2 separate regions of the Ovis aries genome follow, and region 2 is linked to region 1. The links are chromatin contacts, called in public Hi-C maps. All regions are on one chromosome and are shown on one strand. The core of a region is the stretch at or near the end of the contact, and the rest is flanking DNA. Distances in the headings are between cores, read along the strand shown. Region 1 holds the start of VDR (vitamin D receptor). Region 2 overlaps VDR (vitamin D receptor).

Region 1 (4,901 bases), core at 1,648-4,147:
TCCCTGGGCCTGTCCTATGGAAATTGGGCAGCCAAGAGTGTTGTTTGTTTTACCTGAGGTCCTCATTCCGGTCCTCGGACCTTCTTTTGCTCTATTTTCGCAGGCTTTTCCCTTCCTTGTCTTTTAGCCAATGCCATTTTGGACTCCTTTTCCCTATTCTACCTACCTAACAGAAGAAAACAGCAACCCACTCCAGTATTCATGCCTGGGAAATTCCACGGATAAAGGAGCAAAGAGTCAGAGACGGCTGAGCACACACGCAGCCAGGCAGTGGGGTTAACTGATCACCTATTTTGTCCCTTCATTCTGTCCCTATCACTTTCCCCAACTGATGCAGGCTCCAGCTCTCCCTGCCCTCCCCTTGTTTTTCCTTTCTCTCTCCCAACAGCACCACAGGGACACCTAGTATTATCTCTCTCAGCTCAATCACTGAGCCACTGATGAAAGACAGATTAAGGAATAGTCTTAAAGCAGTCTTTTAAGAAAGCTTCTACCCCACAGAAATCAAAGAGCCCCAAAGGGCTGATATCTAAATGGAACAGGGGACAGAAATACAGGGAAAACCAAAACACAAACGGACATCTTAAAAGGCACACAAAGCTAGACTCTCTTGTAGGGGGACTTGCAGATGAAGGAGACAAATGCCCGCCCCTGAAGCCTATTGACAACTGTCCCCGGGGTCTATGTAATGGCTGTGGGGGCCTTGATCCTTATAACTGCCAAAGTCCCTCCACTGACGATGACCTGAGATGAGCACTCTCTAAGTCACATTGATGTGTGTGCTATCCACACGTAATGTAAACTCCATGGCCCTCCCTCCCCTCTGGGAATTGACACCCCTAAGCAACGCCACCCCCTAAGAAAGTGATAGGAATAAGGAAGCCCCAGAGAGAGCCTGAGGGCAGGAGGCAGAGATGGACTCCAAGAGGTCCTTAGAGAAACAAAATCCACATCCAACCCCATCCTGAAAGCCAACTGTCTGAAAAAGCTCTGGGTGTCTTCCCTCCTGTCGACTTAAAAAATTATCACAACCTAAAAGTTATGACTTTATTATATGCTTTATTCGGTGGGGATTTTTAGGACTCAAAACCCAGGAGGCAGCATCTCAAGTAACCCTGAGAGAACTGCTCCAAGGAGGCAAGGGGAGGAGACAGATCATATAGAAGTTTTGCTAAGGATTGGTAGTTTGGACTTCAGAAGATTATTGTTAATTGAAGAAAATCAGATATCCCAAGTTAAGGAAATTAGTGCTTTTCTAAGTATGGGAGGATGCAAGAGTCTGGGCTCACTGAAATTCATTTCATATGCATCCCAGCTATCCTGGGCCAGGATCCTCTGTTTTTTCACATCCTGAGCTCCCTTGGGGCTCACCGTAGGGAGTGTCTGCAGTCCTGATGTCTGCAGGATCACAGGGATTCTCCTCCTTCCTGAGTGCCCTTAGGGCTCTCGCCAGTCACATTGGAGGGCTGCGACTGCTGACGACTATGACATCCTTGCTTACTGATAGGGCAGGAAGTGCTCCATTTCTCACTCCTCATCCCTCTATGGTTGGTGGTTGGATTCAGTCCTCCACATCTGTTGCCTAAGCAGTTGTAATAGCCTGCCTAGGAGGCTTTCTGACTTCAAAAAACATGATCGTTTACTGAGTGTCTATTATGTGTCCAGCACGGGGGTAGGCGCTACCCACACAGTCTCATCTGGTCCCCTCAACAGCTCTGCCGATGGGGCATCATTACTGCCTTTGATGGATGAGGAGTCTGCAGCTTGGAGAAGTGAATCCATGTCACCCAGCTGGAGTACACGAGCCCCTGGTGCTTGCTCTTATAGCCCACATTCCATTGGTCTAGTGGTCCTTTTCTAAATAAAATGCAGGGACTTCTCTGGTGGTCCAATGACTAAGACTCTATACTCCCAATGCAAGGGGCGTGGGTTCAGTCCCTAGCCAGGGAACTGGATTCCACATGTAGCAACTAAGACTCCGCATACTGCAACTAAAAATCGCACATGGTGCAACTAAGATCAAAGATCCTACATTGCCGCAACTAAGACCTGGCACATCCTAATTAATTAATTACCATAAATAAGACGCGAACGTGGTGGTATCATCTTGTCTCTTAAAACCTTCGGTGGCTCCTCACAGGCTGCAGGAAGAGACCCAAACCCCTTCCACAGCTTGCAAGGCCCTTCCATTCTCCTGCTGCCCTCTTCCCTCTAACCGCACGCTCTGACCACAGCAGGCTATTTGTAGCTCCCTAAACATGCCGGGACTCTATGTGCTCGCTAGTTCTGCCCTCTTTGTGTGGGATAATCTTTCCTCCCTGCCCCACCCAATCCACACCCTTTGTCCTACTCCCGGAGAGATCCCACACAGCCACCCAAGCCCAGCCCAGATGTCACTCTGAGGTCTTCTCCTGCCGCCCCCGTGCACACGCTGCTCGGCGTCAGCGCTGCTGTCTTCACATCCGTCTCTTCTCTAGCGCCTGCGCTTTCTCCATTATAACCCTCTGTTAACCAGGCTGAATGTCCTGTTAGACTGTCAATTCCGTGTGGGGAGAGGTGGCGTCTCTGGCGCCTGGAGGAGAGCCTGGCGGAGAGTAGAAGCTCCGCAGCTGTGTGTAGGATGAGGGAACGACTTAAGTGAGTACAAGGTGAGCACCTCAGGACAAGCACAGTGTCACAGTCACAGGACACGGTATGCATCCCCATCTCACGGCAGGTGCCCAGCCCCCAGTGGACGTGCAGTCAAGGGTGAGTGAATGAAGGTGAGGAGAGGAGAGAGGATGGAGCGAGGAGAGAAAAGGGAAGGTTGGATTCACAAAGCAGTTGCAGGCATAGGCACTACTTTGTTCCTTCCACCAGGGGGCGCAAGAGGCCCAGGAGCCTGGCCCTCGGTTCTTGAGGATCAGCCTTAACACCGGCAGAGGTTTGGGGTTGTTTGCTTCCACAGAAGAAGGAGAAAGCAATGGCACCCTACTCCAGTCCTCTTGCCTGGCAAATCCCATGGACGGAGGAGCCTGGTAGGCTGCAGTCCATGGGGTCGCTAGGAGTCGGACACGACTGAGCGACTTCACTTTCACTTTTCACTTTCCTGCATTGGAGAAGGAAATGGCAACCCTCTCCAGCGTTCTTGCCTGGAGAATCCCAGGGACGCGGGAGCCTGGTGGGCTGCCGTTTATGGGGTCGCGCAGAGTCGGACATGACTGAAGCAATTTGGCAGCAGCAGCAGCAGCAGCAGCAGCTTCCACAGAAGGATTCAGGAGGAGCCAGGATCCGAGGAGGGGAGTCCACCCAAAGCTGAAGTGCCTCAGCAACAGGCCTGGCACTGACCGGGCCTGGCCTGCCTGGTGGGACCAGAAGGAGCCAGCTGCCCATCCTGGGATCTCCGTGCACCCAGGCGAGGCCCACCTTGGGACAGGTAGGTCCTTGCAACTGGAGTCGAGCTGGCCCAGAGCTGAGAAAGGACTCAGAGCCCTCCACTGCATGGGCCTGGGGCAGGTGGTTTTCACAGATTCCCGGACAGGAGGCAGTTCTTTAGAATTCACAGCTTTGTCTTCGCACTTCTCCTGTGCTAGTAAAGGCCAGCCTTGCAGGGACTTGGGGCAGAGACAATGAGGAACAAAACACAGTCATTGCCCTCCGGGTGCTCCCTCCCTCCCTGTGAAGCCCTGCACCTGAGTGTGACCTTGGGCACCGCCTTTAACCCTTTCTGGGCCTCAGCTTCCTGATATATTGTTCAGTCACTAAGTCGTGTCTAACTGCAGCACACCAGGCTTCCCTGTCCTTCACCACCTCTGGAGTTTGCTCAGACTCACGTCCACTGAGTCAGTGATGCCATCCAACCATATGTAGCATTGTTTAAATGATGAAATGAGCTAATCCATGAGACATTTCTAGATTACTGTGCATCAGGCAATAAGCATTCAGTAAACGGCAGCTATTATCAGATATTACGGTGATGGTGATTCAGTACCAACAAGCTCTTAGAAGCTTACATGGAAGGCGCGCGGGAGACTGGCCAATGCCGCCAGCTTTGAATTAGCCTTGAGCATCCACCCAGCTGGTCTTTCCATGGCAAGCCTTAGGGATGGAGAAGAGAGATGAGTACTCTGTGCTCACGAGGCCTTCAGTCCTGAAACACAACACACCAAACAGATCCAGAGAGAAAACTGAGGCTCAGACCCCGTGACTGGAAGAGGCCTCAGAGATAAGTGGAGGCAAGGCAGAGAGAAGGGGTGTCCAGCCCAGGGACCTGCCACCCTATCTCTTGGGGTCCTGAGGCCACATGGCTGCATGGGCACAAGATAGCTTGGTGACTTTGGTCTAAATTAAATGCCACCAAACATTTGTGTTATAGAGAATTTTTAGTAGTTTTGGCCTCTCACCCACCCTTGTGAACAGGTGTGCAAGGGGACCAGTACAAACAGGAAGGGTGAGAGGATTGGATGGGAGGTGTCAGAGGGAGGCGAGAACGCAGCCTGGGATGCTGGAGAGACGGAGGGTGAATCCAGACCGTGGTCACTGTGGCCGGGCCTCGGTTCAGCTATGCATTCTTTCTCTCTGGGCACTGGGCAGGAGTGGGGGTGGCCTCTCGAGTGGTGGGGGTCATATGCTGGGAGTTGGGTCCCCTGCGTCCCGTTTCTGTCTGCTCTTGCCTCAGCTTTCTCTGCTCTATACCTTCTGCCCCTGCCACTGAGAAAGGCCCAAAGTCCCCACTCTCCTTCCAGAAGTGGTGCTTGTGCGACCTCCTGCACGAAGCCCTCCTTGATTCTGACCCTCTGCGGGGGACCATCTCTGAATCTTCATGTTAGCTTGTTTATACTGTCTCATGGGGTTCTTGCCTTGCCTTTGCACGTACAGAGGTGGCAGAGTACAGCACTGAGAGCATGGATTCTTGGCTCCCT
Region 2 (4,901 bases), core at 1,702-4,201, 67 kb after region 1:
CCAGGTTTGACTCCTGAGTGGGAAAGATCCCCTGAAGAAGGGAATGGCTACCCACTCCAGTATTCTTGCCTGGAGAATTCCATGGACAGAGGAACCTGGCAGGCTTGAGGTTGAAAAGAAGCAGACACAGCTGAGCGATTAACACGCACAAACATGGGACTCGACATGGGACTCGTAGAGAGTTATCCAGCCCTGCCTATCTCAGAGAACCTGGGGACCCTCGTAGATTTCTGACACAGGCCTCAGTGGCTTTCCAGGGCTACCAAGAGTGGGGAGCAGTCAGCAGTCTAGGCCTGCTAAATCAGAACCAGCCCAGTGCCTAGGTTTGGGGCCATGACAGAGCCACTGGCCTCTGCAGCCTTCTGCCGCCTGCAGAGGGGCAGGAGTGGGGCAAGGAAATGCCACCACCCTGAGAACACACAGGGGATGCTATGGTATGCGGAGCCAGTGTCCCACCGTGGAGAGAACAGATGCTCAATAAGCCCTGGACGGCGAAGGAGGTAGGAGAGAGACTTGGGGTGAGAGAGGAAAAGGACTGGCGATGAGCAGAAGTGATTAGTAATTGGTGGCACCTTGGTAGCCACAGTGTCATCTTCCCTGTGGAGGGAAAGTCCAAATGTGCAGCTCAGCTTCTCTGCTTGCTGGGGAGAGAAGAGAGCAACCCATTCTCCCCGTCCCTAGCAGCCAGATTTTTGGGAGCCACAGCCAATGGGTGGGGTGGTCAGTTTTTCCCCAGTTAAGAAACGTGGCTTTCTGGGCAATGTTTGTTTGGGGTGGGGCTTTTGGGATCAAGAGCAGACTTCCTGACCTCTCTGGGTCCTGAACTCTTCGTGACTGTACTAACAGTAACTGCCGTAATAATGAGAGCAAACATATAAAACTCTGGTGTCCTGGGCACCGTGCTGAGTGCTGCGTGGAGAACTTGGTCTCCGTGACAGCCTGAGACCTGGGAGCGCTCATGTCTCTATTTGTAGATTAGGACACGGGGAGGGGCTCTGGGCGAAGTGGGAGTGTACTCAGGTAACCAAGGTGTCAGGCTGGCCAAGTGATTGTGGAGCTGAACAAGGGCTGTGATACCAAGGATCCGGAATATCTTGCTTGGAGCTGGCAGGACCTAGGGCTTGGGTACTACCTTTCCTGCAGTGCCGGAAGAGGCTACGTGATACAGAGACCGCATTGATCCCAGAAGAAAAGCGAGGAAGACCACTCGCTTCCCCTGTGGCGGTCTCAGTTTTCTTCTGCTAGGAAACCAGACTCTGGGCTGCAGCTACGCACGGACTGGTTCCCTTCACTAGTCACCGTCACTGCCCACACTTTCCGGTAGTTACCTGGAGAGCAGTAATCAACCCAGAGATCTTGTTGACAAAGCTGAGGACTGAGTTTCCACTGGAAAAAAAGCAGCTTGCAGGAATAATTGTTGATAAGAAGTGGAAACATATCTAAGCAAACTATGAATCTCCTGTTCCACTGCCTAGAACCTCGTGGATTCCTGCCTCTGGGTTCTGCTCAGCTCCAGGAAGCTGCCAGTTCTCCCAAGAATGACAGGACAGTCTGCCGAGAAACAGTCTTGGTGAATGTCCAGTAGAGTGGGAGCCTGTGGCACGGTTTCTGTGCAGTGACCCGCCACCTCTTGACACTGTAGGGGTCAGTCAGCCCATGACCCTTATCAGGTTCTCGAGAGTGAGGTATAGTCCCCAAAAAGTTAATTAAGAAGCATTTTCAGAAGAAAAGTTATTCCTGAAACTGCTGGGTCATCAGCCACTTAATTTACCATGCTTCAGTCAGCCATTCAACAATTTGATCCGCCTCAGCCTTGTTCCTAGAGCCACAGTGCTGGGGGTCAGCCTCCCCTGGAAATAGCTAAGCCTGAGACGGAGGTGGCAAAAAATCTTGGAAGAGGTTATATAGCTACTCACACTCTTCTGTAGGCCCTTTTCTTAGGCTGGAAGCTTCTTTCCAAGTGAAGGCCAAGGAGGCAGACATTGACCACCTTACTCACTGCCTTGGTGGGAATCATGACCATACCTGGGATGTGTATGAAGCCTAAATCAAACGAAATGTAGCCAGGCTAGCTTCCTCTGCTTCTCCCCTGAAACCTCACTTGCATCATAAACGTTGCAGAATTTTTCTATTTTTTATGACAATTTTCCAGCAGGTGAGGAATGGGTTACTTTTCCTACTGTGTGTGCTGGCATCATATGGTGGCCTTGTCGACCCCTCCTCAAGGTGCCGTGTGGGAATGGCCTGATAGATTCATCTTAGATGGCTGTGAAGAGCTGGTCTAGGTCCAGTAGTTGAAAACTACTGGGGCTTTTTCATCTGTGCATAATGAAAAACTTTCTAAGCGTAGAGCCATCCAAAGAGAATGGGTTGGCCTGGGAGATAGTTCTCCAACAGAAAAGATATTTAAATACAGGCTAGAATATTGTAGAAGGGATTTAAAATGGTTGGACTAGGTGATGTTCAGTTTCCTTTCAATCTTGAGATATTCTGAGATGACTGGTATCCATTGGGTTTTACTTTGGACATTGTAGTCTGCAGAAAATAATTTCCAAACGCTCTCACCGTGTGTGTGTGTGTGTGTGTGTGTGTGTGTGTGTGTGTGTGTGTAGGAACTGAGGAGATGGTGGGGGAAGAAAGCGTTAGGCCGAGTTCTAACTCTGCAGTGTACTTTCCTCTCCCCTTGCTCTCGTGTCCACTCTGTTCCTTTCAGCTTCTTCTGGAAGGCAATGCTGAGATTGTTCTGGAAAAACAATGTGGGTATATGTTGGGGATGGGAGAGAAGGAAGAAAGGGCATGACCCCAACTGGCCATGAGACTAAGCTGAGCCTAAATCATACTGGAATAAAGAGATGACAAGTAAAAAGCTGGGTCGGTCATACAGTGTTCAGCGCTCCATGGGCAGAGCTGCGAGGATGATGAAACGAAAGCAACCAGAAAAGGGCGTGCACGCGTAAGCCCATGTGCAATTGCGGCTGGCGTGTGCACAGACTCACCCCCTCCAGAGACAGCCCGATGTGTGGCTGACTCCATGTGTGCCAATTTTAAGAAGAGGAGGAATTTTCTCCCCCTCTGCTGGGAAATCACATAGCTTTCCATTTCTTTCCAGAAGGAGAGGGAGCTTTGAGCTAATGTTCACAGTTAGAAAGCCCATTCTGATCAGCCCATTCCCGGCGCAGCTAAGCGGGGAGCCCGCTCTTGGGCTCCCAGCCCCCACAGGACCCTTGCAAGGGGCCACATCCCTCCTGTTCTTCCTGGGCTTTAGCATCTGAGGGTGAAGGGGCCTCACGTGTTCCTGGGAGGGTCGGGGAGAGAACTCAGTGAGGGAATTTCATTCCTGACTGATCTTAAGGCCTCATCATGGTGGGAATTTGGCCTGGGAGTTGCACACTTTCAGACCTGGAAAAGACCTTAGAGGCCAGACCTCTGTCCACTGCTTGGTCCTCCCAGAGTCACAGCTTTGCTGCCCTCAGGAGTCCAGGGAGGTCCAGTGACTGCAGCAGAGTTAAACCTGGCCCAGCAGCAATTTGATCCTTGCCTTCTGAGGGCTCTGCTGCAGACACCCTGCAGCGCCAACCCCAGGAGACGTCCTAAGCGAAACTCTGCCTGGGGGCATCCATTCAGCAGAAGCCGCTGGAAGATGGGGTGCCTGCTGTGTAAGCTACCAGGCAGACGTGTGGGAGAGGCGGTGGTTGTGGCTTCGATGACTGGAAGGAAACATGTTATCTCCTCATTTCTTGCTAAGGCAGGGTCAGACCTGGGGTCAGACTCAGGCAGGGGTTTTGATGTGGGATGCAGAGCCTGGAGGAGTGGAAGCCAGGGGCTTTCTGCAGAGCTGAACCACTCCCCCCTCCCCCTCTGCTTCTCTGAGGCTCAGTGCTAGGGGCATGGGTATTTCTAAGGCAGGGGCAGGAGGGGGTGGCTTTGGGGACAGTCCCAGCAAAGGCAGTGGGATGTTCTCATACTCAGAACATGAACTGGGGTGGGGGTTGTATGATGTGGCAAAGGGGGTAGTATTAAGTTGTTTTTTTCCACTTGTCCTGTTTTCACCCTGTGTCTTTGCCCTACTTTCCGTCAACTTGGACCTACAGGACCATCTTTCCTATAAGGACCACCCGGTGGTGCAAAGTTGCCTGGGGAGGAAAGCCCCACCTTTTGATGGGGCTTTTCCTAGATGAAAGGGGTTGCCAGGATGAAGAGAGATCCTGGCTGATCTGGGAGCCTTGGGAAGAAAAGAGCCATGACATTCTTCCGTGGTGACCTGGGGATGGTCCTGTCCGTTCCTCCCTGACTTGGTGGAGGTGAGGGGAGCCCGGGGCTTAGGGGGAGGAAACCACTGAGCTATGTCCCTTAGGAAAGGTGGCAGAGTGGAGATGCGGGGCTCAGCTGCCTCGGTTCAAATCTGGGCTCCAGAGATAATCATCTTCTCTGTGCCTCAGTTTCTCCATGCCTAGAGGTTGTTGTGAGGATTAAATGAGCGAGTGCACAGGAGGAATCTGGAGCAGGGTGGGAGTGAGTACCAGCGCCCCTGCCAGTGGTTATCACTGGGCTGGAAGAGTGGCGAGGAGAAGAGGGCCGCCCTTTATTGGCCATTGCAGGCAGCCCATCCTTGCCTGGTCCCTGGCTTCACTGCTGGCCTGGCCGTGGGACCCTGGGCAAGTCTCAAAGTGCCCTACCTGGAGTTTGGTTTTGCCATCTGTAAAATGGGACTCCTCTGCATCTTGCAGGACGGTTAGGAGGTTACATGAGATCCCAGGTGGGAAGCTTAGCAGTCTGGCACATGGTAGCTACGCACACACTTTCTCTATAAGTTCAGGGATGGCGAGCCACTTAGATCTCAGATCTGACTTCTGAGTGTCTTAAGGGCTGAGGGCAGTAGTCCTTTCTATACCCAATTGGCC

Evidence for each region. Hi-C and Micro-C count contacts between places; a contact is called where the count stands out from the background.
Region 2: a Hi-C map of tail adipose tissue shows a contact between it and region 1, with 4 times the contacts expected there. The contact joins the enhancer-like site here to the promoter of VDR in region 1. A contact is called at or near these places in 7 of 16 Hi-C or Micro-C datasets (blood, hypothalamus, liver and 3 more).

Annotation. Positions count from the first base shown.
Region 1 is chr3:138,633,187-138,638,087 of ARS-UI_Ramb_v3.0, forward strand. It overlaps VDR (vitamin D receptor), which reads left to right and starts at 2,898. Exons shown (of 10, transcript XM_060412687.1): 1 at 2,898-3,415.
Region 2 is chr3:138,700,415-138,705,315 of ARS-UI_Ramb_v3.0, forward strand. The region is part of intron 1 of VDR (vitamin D receptor); the gene reads left to right. Among named protein-coding and RNA genes, the nearest start is that of HDAC7, 60 kb to the right of the region's middle. Within about 2 kb of position 2,952, at least 3 of the 54 cell types and tissues checked have an H3K27ac peak or open chromatin away from gene starts, as enhancers often do.